Regions from separate parts of the Mus musculus genome. Here region 2 is linked to region 1. A link is a contact called in public HiChIP or PLAC-seq data. All regions are on one chromosome and are shown on one strand. Each heading gives the region's core, a stretch centred on a gene start, on an enhancer-like site or on the middle of the called end of the contact. The rest is flanking DNA. Distances are from core to core; before and after follow the strand shown. Region 1 overlaps Nav1 (neuron navigator 1). Region 2 has its middle 17 kb from the start of Gm32835.

Region 1 (5,482 bases), core at 2,006-4,505:
AGGCCTAGGTTTGAGCCCTAGGAGGAGGCCTGAGCTCAATCGTTTAAGCTCGGAATGCAGCTCCCTTGTCTGTGTACCTGGGATAATAATTCAGGGTCTGCTCTATAGGGAGTATATTTATATGCAACTATGAGACAATAAGACCACACATGGCGGGCTGGAGATATGGCTCAGTGGTTAAGAGCACTGACTGCTCTTCCAGAGGTCCTGAGTTCAATTCCCTTCAACCACATGGTGGCTCACAACCATCTGTAATGGGATCTGATGCCAGTGTACTCATATACGTAAGACAAATAAATAAACCTTAAAACACACACACACACACACACACACACACACACACACACACACACACACACGCACACATATGGCAGGAGACACTGGAGCTTTTCAAAGTTGAGACTCTGCGTATTTCACTCCCCCATCCCTTGCAGGCCATCAGGTTCCAGAGTCCATCTTCCAGGACACTGAGCAGGGGCAGGAAGCAGAGCCAGCTGGTATTGGTGAAAGTTTCAGGCTATTAAGGGAGATTTGGGGTCAAAAAGAGACTTGCCGTGAGAAGGCAGGATTCTCTTGGTTTAGGAGGAATGGGGACCCAGGCGTGAGTGGGCCAATGCGTTCCCACACTGTAGAAGCAGTTCAAAGTGGGGGTGAGGGGCAGTGTACACAGGCTCCCGGCCTGGCCAAGACTTCCATGCCCATAGCATGACAGCAACAGGAAACTCAATAGCTTTAACCCTAACCTACCCACTAGGGAGCTATTGTCAGTCTGAGAGCAGAGGAAGCCTGCAGAGGCCATAGTGTGCTCTCTCAGAGCCCATCCTGAACTCTCCTGGCTTCGTTGCAAGTGTTGGCTTGGAGGAAAGGACCACAGAAACTCTGGAATGAAACCTCTTGGAGTTCAGGTAGGTAACAGCTCAGAATATGAATTATGTGGACTTGGCAACTGATAGGGTATCTGCTGAGTGTCCAAGTTTGTGGGCTGGTATTCATGTGTATTACAAACAGACTCCAAAGTTCTTAAGAAGTATAGAGTGCCAGAAACAAGGTCTACGACACGATCATTAATTACCTAATTATTTTGGCATAAAAAATGCTCGACAGGGGAGGAATAGGGGATGTTCAGAAGAGCCAGGAAGAATTTGGACTGCAGCCCTTCAGAAACTGTGTCTCCTCTTGGCAGAGCTGGCGGAGCACTGGGGGCAGAACAACAAAGCACCCAGGCCCTGGCCTTGCTCAGTCAGGCCAAACCAGCTCTGTGCGGTTCTCCCTAGAGCGTCTCCAGCACAGCCAGCTTTGTCCCCCAAGTCTTGCTGATTCTTCTGTCCTGGAGGTTCCAGGAGACACGTGGCACATGGGAGAAACAACTGGTCCTGTCTCCTAAGAGGTAATATGTGGTCTCCTCAGCTCTCACGGAGCTCTGGTCTAGTCATAGGGGTGGGGGAGGGGGAAGGCAGAATCTCCGAGTCCTGAAACCTGAGCTGAGCCTGGCTCAAGTTAAGGGCAGCTTTCAGGAGAAAGTTTTCTCAGGCTACAGCCTCCACTGAGCACTGAGCACTGAGCACTGAGCACTGAGCACAGGGCTAAATGCCTCAGAGGGGCCCAGGTCCCCAGGTCACACCCTGTGCTCTCCCTCCCTAGCCTTCTAACAGGTCTGGAGGAGGCTCCCAGGTCTGCCCAGGGTTCATTAACAGCTCCATCTCTGACACGCCCCCCCGCCCCCCCCCCATCACCTTTTTGGTGAGGGAGAAACTGAGGCCTAGGATAGTATAGAATACATTCTAATTATGAATGACAACTGCTGGACCAGGCCACACCACAGGGACAAAAAAAAAAAAAAAATGTTTCTTTCTTGTGAGATTCCTCTCCTGCCTTTTCACTTCAGAAAATGGCCCAGTGGTTCCACCGAGCAATGGCCCATTCCACAGACTGTTCCAGCACCATCCTACTGTAGGCAGTGCTGCGGGGAGGAAGGCAAGAGGTGGGATTTAGCATGCACTCTCTCCTGCCTCTGTGAAATCCAAACACCATTCGCCTCCTTTGGTGTTTTCTGTGAGGCCACATTGAAGAGCAGGCTCCTCTGTCGAGCAGCTCTTCTGAGCATGCCCAGTGCCTGTATGGCTCGCCCAGTGCTCATGACAAAGGGACCTTCAAGTCAGGCCCTGTCAGAAAAGAGACTGACTGTGAGAGACGGCTGGGCCTGGAGTCTCTGGCAGGAGCCAGGCATATGAATTTTGCAGATTTCATGGTGGTGCCGAGGAGCGGATCTGGCACTGAAAGATACGGCTGGGCAAAACACTCACCAGGGAAATGGGAGACATGTTTTGCATTGGACGACCTCTGGGAGTGTTCCTGGGAGTATCAGTGTCATTTCTCAGAAGTGCTGGGCTGGGCTCTCCCACCATTCCCGGGGAGGAACTTGAGGAGCCATGGAACAGAACCCTGGGAAGTGTGCACTGCTGCAAATGGTCCCCACTGCCCTTCTTAGCTGCAACCCATCCCCAAAAATAATTTTTGATTTTATACATGTTCCCATGGCAACCTGAGTCCCCATCAGCCAGAGGGTTACCATGGTGACTTCTTGGCTCTGTCCACAGCTGAGGCAGGCTCTGTTCCTTAGCTGGCAAGCTGGGCTCACAGGGAGTCAGGTGAGGAGAAGACTGGAGCTGGGGCTGGCCAAGGGCACTCAGGGGGTCTGTTAACAGCTGCCTGGGCCAAGCAGAGATGTCTCAGAGCAGGAATTGGCCTGGTTTCCAACCAGCCTGAGAAACACTGCTGCAAGCTATCCCAGGTCCTCAGTCCTCCCTTCCAGCCACTAACCCAGGTCCTCAGTCCTCCCTCCCAGCCACTGACCCATGTCTCCAGTCCTCCCTCTCAGCCACTGACCCAGGTCCTCAGTCCTCCCTCCCAGCCACTGACCCATGTCTCCAGTCCTCCCTCCCAACCATTGACCCAGGTCCTCAGTCCTCCCTCCTAGGCACTCACCACACTCTACCCCCAGATGGCACACCTCTGCAGCTGCTTCTTTCAGCTGATGCTTTCCTTGTTCTGGGATTCTCTTAAGAATCCATCTCTAATTCTGTCTGTCCTCCTCAGGTCCAGTCCTCAGCATCCCCCTGGCATTTCTAGTCTCAGTTAATCAGGTCCAGACAGATCTTGGGCAATATTCCATGTCTACGCTCTGAGTAGGGTTGGCATTCAACTGCTGTGTCCCTTCCTATGTGCCACAGCTGTACCCACCACCCTGTGCCTGGCCCGTTTCCTGCCAGAGCCCGGAGCTCCTGGCCGTTGGTGTCCTCTCTTCCCTGCCAGCTGAGGGGCTCTCCATGGGGAGGGTCTGTTGCTTTGCTTTGAATTTCTGTATTGAGGTTGGCCAAGGATGCAGAGCACGAGGGAGCTAAGAGAGTGAACATGCTGGGGGTGGCTGAGAGCAATGGGCTTAACACTTCCAGCCGTGAAAGAGAGGAGAGAAGGATGTGACCGAGTCTCACTTTAGGAGAGGCTAAGAATAATTAAGAACTCAACTTCAAGGGCTGGAGAGATGGCTCAGCAGTTTAGAGCACTTGTTGCTCTTGCAGAGGATCCACGTTTGATTCCCAACATCCGCATGATGGCTCGAAGCCATACCTAAGTTCAGTTTCAGGGGGTCCAATTTCCTTTTCTGGCCTCCTTGGACACATGGTACCACAAACACACAGGCAGGCAAAATACTCATAACTATACAAAGAAATAAATCTTTTTTAAAGAAAGGAAAAAAAAAAAAGAGAATCCTGCTTCAGCTGTTTCATGGTCACCCAGTCGTCCCTGTGCCTGCCTGCCTGCCTGCCTGCCTGCCTGCCTTCCTTCCTTCCTTCCTTCCTTCTTTCCTTCCTTCCTTCCTTCCTTCCTTCCTTCCTTCCTTCCTTCCTTCCTTCCTTCCTTCCTTCCTTCCTTCCTTCCTTCCTTCTCTGCATCCATCTGATCATCTCCAGCTACTATGCCAAGAGAAGGAACAGGCATGGAATCTGGGAAGTGTGTGCCTCCCACGACGATCCCTTACAAATGCACGCTTGCTCTACTCTTGCACGCCATGGCCCATCTGTGAGTCTTGCCTGCCCACGTGCAGGAATCCTTGTCTTCGTCTTAAGAGCAACCTATAAAATATGGGGACACACTCTGGAAAAAAAAAGTGGTTTGTTTTTTTTTAAACTTTTACTGCATTCTCACAGAGCCTAAAACAATGCATTCATTAAAAAACAGTGAGAGTGGATGATTAAGCTCACTCGGGTTTTGTTTTTTTTTAAAGCCTGTGAAAAGTGTTATTTTTAAAATTAACAACAGTACTTTTTAAAAAGCCAAGGACCGGGCTTGTTCTTGACTCTAATGCCCACTGGGCAGTGGGTAGAAGAGTTTGGAACCTCAGCGTTAGTCCATCAGGCTCTGGAATTGATAGAGCAAAGGCACCCAGGCATCTCATGGGGCTAGGAGCTCACATAGCACACCTACTTTGAGTGAGCATAAAAACCAGGCTGGCTTTCCAGGGCAACAGAATCCAGCTCTGACTATAGACACACAGGCTTTTTTTTTTGGATAGGGTTTCTCTGTGTAGCTCTGGCTATCCTGAAACTCACTCTGTAGAACAGGGTGGTCTCAAATTCACAAAGATTTTGTCTGCCTCTGTTTCCCAAGAGCTGAGCTGCTTTCTTAAAGTGCCATGGCTATCCCACGTTGTCTCTGTGGCCTCTTGGCAGCCAGGAGCCTTAAGTGTTTAACATTGCAGGTGTCTGGGGTTCTAACACTCATGGAGCAGGTTCAGACGAATGACCTAAACCCCATGTGACCTCACTTCCTGGCTGTTCAATGGTTGAGTTTACTGTGCAGACAGTAAACCCTACTCTGCAGTGCTGTGGGGATTCATGGTTCTACTCTGTAAAGTTCCTCAGACAGTGCCTGGCACAGAGAGAATGTTCTAGTATCCAACGTCTTGGTGAACTGGCCTCCCAGACAGGTCCCAGGGATCTCTGTGCTCAGAGAGAAGGTCCTTTAAAACCAGGGCTTTTCAAAGCTCAGGCAGTAGTAACTCATTTGTAGATATGGTAATCAACACAGCGGACTGCAACCAGCTCAAGGAAAAAACCAAACATTCAGTAAAACAAACCAAGTACATTCTACATAACAGATTCAGAAATTTACAGATTCAATATGTACATGCTGGGGTTGGTGGAAAGTATAATACTGATGGGGGGGGCTTAAGGTTGAAAACAAAAACCAAAACAATAACAAGAAGGCACACTGACTGCCTAGGCTGCTGTTAGATAGTAGTGTCAGTGAGAATGAGCTCTTGTGTCCTAAGGAAAGGAGGGGCTGAAAAGGAGAGGAGCCATGGCTCAGGGTAGGGGTAAGAAAGGAGGTGGAGGTCTGGATGGCAAAGCTGGTCTTACATCACCCACCTCTCCGTCCTAAACTGGGCCTAAGCCTTCTGCGGATTGGAGAGGCTTCCAAC
Region 2 (5,482 bases), core at 1,436-3,935, 100 kb after region 1:
AACTCAGAAATCTGCCTGCCTCTGCCTCCCGAGTGCTGGGATTAAAGGCGTGCACCACCACGCCCGGCTTCAGACAAGATTTTGAGCCACCTTCACCATCATCTGGGACCTGGACCAAGGTGCTGACCTCAGAACCCACCCCCTTCCCAGTGCTTTGATGATATGACAAACAGTAGACGCAGACCCCTCTCACACACACTTCTGCCCTGAATCTGCTCACTTCCATTGCTCCCAGGCTGGGAAACACACACACACACACACACACACACACACACACACACACACACACACACCACACCACACAAACCCTGGGAACCCCATCCCAACTGAAACAGAAGGAGAAAGTCACCTGCTTTCCACATACCCCCTTAAATGGCCTGTTTGTAAGACCACGCCCTCAGCTGTGCTCAGCAGAACCTGGGGACCTCTGAGAACATGGCATAGAGAGAGTGCCCAGTCAGGAGCTCTCCAGTCCTATCCAGCTGAGAGACAGCTGTGCCCCAGGCCAGGGACCACTGTGCAGCCACACCTGGCTGGCTAACTCCAGACAGCCCAGGCCTTAGGCAGCCCAGCTGCTGAGGAGTGGCCTTGAATGGGGAGTGAGTCACGGGGCCTGGAATCCCAAGTCTTCCAGGACTTCACTCCTCCCCAGCCCACTCCACATCTGCCCTCCAGATGTCTGCACTTGAGAAACACCCTCTGTCTACAAGGACCCAAGTTCTGGAACACACTTAGCAAAACACCTTGAGAGCTACCAGGTACCTTCATAAGCAAGGGGCTGCTCGATGAGTCTCAGATTTCATTGGTTATACTCAGTGCGGACCCTTTTTTTCCACATTGAACATCTTATGCCCGAGCTGTACTTACTGACTAAGACATAAGAGGCTGATAGGGGAAGCACAGCCCCTAGCTGCAGAGAACTCCCAATCTGGGCATCAAGATATGGAGATCCTGAGACAAGCCAGGGACACCGCCCTAGACCTTAAGTCAACCCACTGTTGAAGAGGCAGGGCTTTGCCTGAGGTGGGTAGGGAGGACCATCTCTTTCCCTGGGGAGCTTCCGGAGTCTAGAAATAAAGGACCCAGAAGAAAAGCCCAAAAATGAAAACAGAAGAAAGAGAAATAAGTCAGTTCGTATATAATGCCCACTCTAATGCCAGTGTCAGACACATCCAGTCTTAGCAAGCACTGGAAGGTCTCGTTCACAGTCACGGCCAGTAAGCAGCAGACCCTGGATGCAAAGTCAGATGGGACCACACCCTGCCTCTGGGTGGCCCCGTGTATGACTGCAGCAGATTCATCTCTTCCTGTGTTATCATCCTGACTAGGAACCAGCTCATCTTCCTGTTCATATCCTCTAATATTAAATATCGCTGCATCTAGGACGGCCTCCCTGACCATATTACACTGGAACCAGATGGTCTGCTAACCCTGTCTGGGTAAAGTCAGGAGGAGGCTCTCAGAAGGACTCTCGTCTTTCTGCTAGAGGAGCCCTCACGGTGCAGAGGCAAGCTGTGGTCCAGGCTTTGCAGTTCGGTGGTCTCTGGGGGAGAAGGCTCGGGATGAAAGGACTCCAGCTTGGCCCCAGACCAGACTCTAGGTAGTTGTGTAGGATTCTTGGAAAGAGCAAGTACAGAGGCACACAATTTGGAAGCCTATGGAATGCTGGATTCATTTGCCCCGCCTCCCCTGCCCCCAGCCCACTGCCTACTCTGGGGCTCCGAGGATAGGAAGCAACTTGGTCTGTCCATCACTGTTCAGAGCCCTGGGAGACCCAGCTTATGGCATAGAGCCAAAGACCCCAGTGGACCATATGAAGACCACGGTGAGTGCTTAGCAGTACCTCCACTCCCAAAGAGAGGGTCTGCAGAGAGGGAAAGAGAAAGGCAGCTACACAGCCCCAGAGATGGGTTTATAGACACAGCGGCATCCTCCTATGGCATCAGCAGCTTGAGACTTGAAGAGCTAGGTGACAGGGTCTCACTAAATCATTGCCTCTCCAGGCACGCTACGGCCAAGGGCTCTGGCAGGGAACCAGGGTCCTAGGCTTATCCCAGTTCCTCCTGTACTTCCTCCAGTTACTGCAGATGCACGAGTTCTGTTGGTCATCAGCCAAGGAAGCCCAAGGCTAAGGCAAATGGTAGTTTGGGGCGGGTTATATCCATCTACAGTGGGCAAGTTAGCAGAGCCACACAGGAGGGTTGTGCTGATAGGGGAGGGAAAGCTGGCTCTGGCTGCGGGTCCCAGTAACCGCAAGAAAAGAAGACTCCAGAGACAGCCAGACTAGACAACATTGACGGTTTGTTTTTGCCAACCAACACCATCTAAGTCTGTTTGAAATCACCCAACATACTTGATAGTCCAGGAGAATAAAGAGAAAAACTGAGGTTGTTTGTTTGTTTGTTTGTTTTTGTGGGACAGGGGTAGTTCTATAGATAGAGCCTATGCCAAGAATCAAAGTCTTAAACACCATTGAGGGTAACAGACCCAGCTCTGCTCTCTAGGCCGTTAAAGTCCTCTGCTCGCCTAGTTTTCCCATACAGTGCAGGGCTGCCCCACCCGAGGCTCTCACCCACCCCCGTCTTTCATCTAGTGTAGAGTTGAGTGGGTAAGCCTCGCTGCTTTTCCCAGCCCAAATGACGCAGGGGCCAGCTGGCTGCTGCAGAGGAGGGCGTGGGAATCCTGTGGGTTGTGCTGGGCAACTGCGCCCTCTAGTGGTAGCCACAGAACGATGCACAGACACGCAGACAAAGGGTGAACCAGATTTCCTATCTCCTTTTGCACCATCTCTTCCCAAGGCCTCTATGATACAGTCGGCGCCAGATGACTTAGGCCCTGCTCAAAAGGAAGTGGAAGAACAGCTTGTGGTCCTTGACAACTTCTAAACCAAACCCTTGGAGGAGAGAGGAGGCCAGTGCTTCTGCACTCTGGCCACACCTTCTGTGAAAGCCTTCATCCGGCTACAGCATACTCTCATGTCTCTCAAAACTCTTTCAGCCTCTCCTGTCTGAGATGCTACCCCTGCCAGAGGAAAATCCTAAGCCTCCATCCCATGCAGAGACTTGAAAGCCACAGTGTGGGCTTCTCAGGGGACAGGGATCTGCTTCTGGTCACCCCAAAGGGGAACTTCAAGCATTCCCTAAGGAAGCACTCATTCACTGAGAACCCATCTTATGCCACAACATCTGCAGCCACAGTCTCTCAGCAGGCCCAAAGGGAACCAGAGTCAAACCCCAGTTTACAGAGTGGAGGGTCGGGTCTCAGAAGGTCAAGTGTCTTGTCCGTGAGCGACTATTTGTCAATAATCTCTGGTTTCTGCAAGCCAGGTGCTAAGCTAAGTGTGTTATTACACAGACTCTGTTATACAGATGTCCCCATAAGCTAGGCTGTCCGGTGAGCTAGGTTAGAGTTAGCTCCCTGTTACAGATGAAGGTTCAGAGACAGGAACAGGCACATGGCACATGGTATATTCTAAGTCACAAACAAAGTCAGACACAAAAACACACACCTAGGAAGTATCAGAAGCATAGAAACACAATTCTATTTCCCCCTTACTCTGATACTGGCTTTATGTTGTTATTATTATATTTTATTTTTATGTATGTGTATGCATATGATATATGAGTGTAAGCCCTGTGCATGGCCAGAAGAGGGCGCTGGATCCCCTAGAGCTGGAGTTACAGGCAGTTGTGAGCCACCTAAGGTGGGTGCTGGGAGGCAAACAAGAACTTTGGGAGGAGTAGCAGGAACTCCTAACCATTGAGCCATCCATCCAGACCTCTTTACTGGTGCTGTTTGCTTTGTTTTTCATCTGCTTTTTTTTGGAACCCTAGGTTGCCTCCTTTCTGCCCCTTTGAATGCCTCACATAAGGCTCCATTGCCACCACAGCACAGCACAAAGACGGTATCTCAGGAGCCACACGGCATAGCACAGAGACAGCATTTTGGATACCATATATAGCACAGCACAACACAGCGACCACATCTCAGGTGCCACACAGCACAGCACAGAGACAGCATCTCTTCTTCAGCTTCCGAGGCATCCTCTGTCTTTTTACAAGAGCCATAGAAATGACCTTGGTGTCCCCTTCCTTCTTCCCTTCATCTTTTAATTCCTGCCGAAGCAAAGTCATGCCTGCCTTTTTTCTCAACATGATTACAGTAAAGGGACTGGATTGCAGCCAGCGGTTTCCTGGGCAATGGCCTGTTCTTCCCAGTGTAAGGGGTGTGAGCAAGTGGGCCACGGTGAACTCATGTAGAAACTGGGACGATGAAGAGATATCTGCTGGCAAGTCACCGCCAGCAGAGGACGGTGCTCGGGGAGAAGATGCAGTCAGTGTGGGCTCCCCATGGAGGGCAGACAACCTAAAAGCAAGCCTTAACCATCTCCCAGGGTTGCCTCTGTGTTTGGGCACATGGACACTAGGACGGGGACTATAGGATATGTTCAGGGGCTATGCTAAGGGACGCTGGATGAGCACACATGCCAAGCTTTTGTTTTTCTTCCTGAACCACTGTGCACTATTTTATAAAACAGGAAACTGGGCTGAAATTTGCCCAGGCTCCTCAGAGGCCCTGGGATCCTGACTGGATTCTAATCACAAACCACCCTGGTTGGAAGGATGGGGGGTGGAAATATTGCATTTCAACATCACTGTTGGTGCCGTGGGAATGCAGAGGAATCTGAACTTGATACCAGGACTTTCTAGGGCTTTCTTACAGAAACAGCAACCCATCTGTGTGTCGGCCACTAAGGGGGCCTGCGGTCTGGCAGCATCACAGAGGGCTGGAGAGCCAGGAGTAGGAGCTGAGAGTCACTGGGTGACTCTGATGCCCTCTGCACTAGAAAGGAGCCCACAGCCCTGAGCTCTCATGGTGATAATTGCCACCACAGAGCTGTCCACCAGGCCTCTGGCTCTTCCGAGAAGATAGATGCTTTTCCGGGGCTTCTTGATGCTTGGCCTGGCCTTGGAGTGTGGTCACCCCATTCCCATGTTGTCTACACAGGCAATGGAGGGTGTCCTCTCCTCTAGCTAGGCAGGGGCAAAGGCCCCTGAGGTCCATCAGGGGTCTCTGGAGGGATAAGGACTGCTCTGTAGACCCAGTTACAGTTCGGGGTGGGCACCTGAGAGCCAGGAGAAAGGAGAGCGGGTAGATACTGCTCAGCCGCTCCACCTTCTCATCCCCACACCTCCCTCCCCACTTGGAAGCCTCCAGCCTCGTTCCCTGGGCTTGACTGAATTCCTAAGAGGCCAGGAGGAGCCATCTTTATCTCCCAGGATCTTTCCTGCCTCTCCTGCTGTTGCCTTTTCCCATCTCCCAGGACCCTGAGTTGCCTCTGCTGTGCTTAACACCCGTGATCATTGGCTTTTTCCCAACCATTCTTACAAAAAGCACCTCACCTTGCTCTCTATGAACATCTACCTCATCGCAAAATGAGAAATATTCAGTGAGCAGACGAACGGACCCAGCATTAACAAAT

Evidence for each region. HiChIP or PLAC-seq counts read pairs in DNA pulled down with a chosen protein or histone mark.
Region 2: a contact with region 1 is called in an H3K27ac HiChIP or PLAC-seq map of stem cell-derived neural progenitor cells. The contact joins two enhancer-like sites. A contact is called at or near these places in 8 of 39 promoter capture datasets (the 3T3-L1 cell line, 3T3-L1-derived adipocytes, the HPC-7 cell line and 5 more), 1 of 15 datasets of contacts at CTCF or cohesin (embryonic stem cells), 46 of 484 Hi-C or Micro-C datasets (the 63-12 cell line, the BV-2 cell line, the CH12 cell line and 27 more), 28 of 115 datasets of contacts at active chromatin or transcription factors (the HPC-7 cell line, the NIH/3T3 cell line, bone marrow-derived macrophages and 18 more) and 2 of 9 other capture datasets (adipose tissue and liver).

The regions. Positions count from the first base shown.
Region 1 is chr1:135,562,731-135,568,212 of GRCm38.p6, forward strand. The region is part of intron 1 of Nav1 (neuron navigator 1); the gene reads right to left. Among named protein-coding and RNA genes, the nearest start is that of Nav1, 20 kb to the right of the region's middle. Within about 2 kb of position 3,256, at least 85 of the 459 cell types and tissues checked have an H3K27ac peak or open chromatin away from gene starts, as enhancers often do. A contact at or near this core is called in cerebral cortex, cortical neurons, forebrain and 7 more, where this site is marked.
Region 2 is chr1:135,667,911-135,673,392 of GRCm38.p6, forward strand. It overlaps a transcript of Nav1 not described here. Among named protein-coding and RNA genes, the nearest start is that of Gm32835, 17 kb to the right of the region's middle. Within about 2 kb of position 2,686, at least 151 of the 459 cell types and tissues checked have an H3K27ac peak or open chromatin away from gene starts, as enhancers often do. A contact at or near this core is called in cerebral cortex, cortical neurons, forebrain and 7 more, where this site is marked.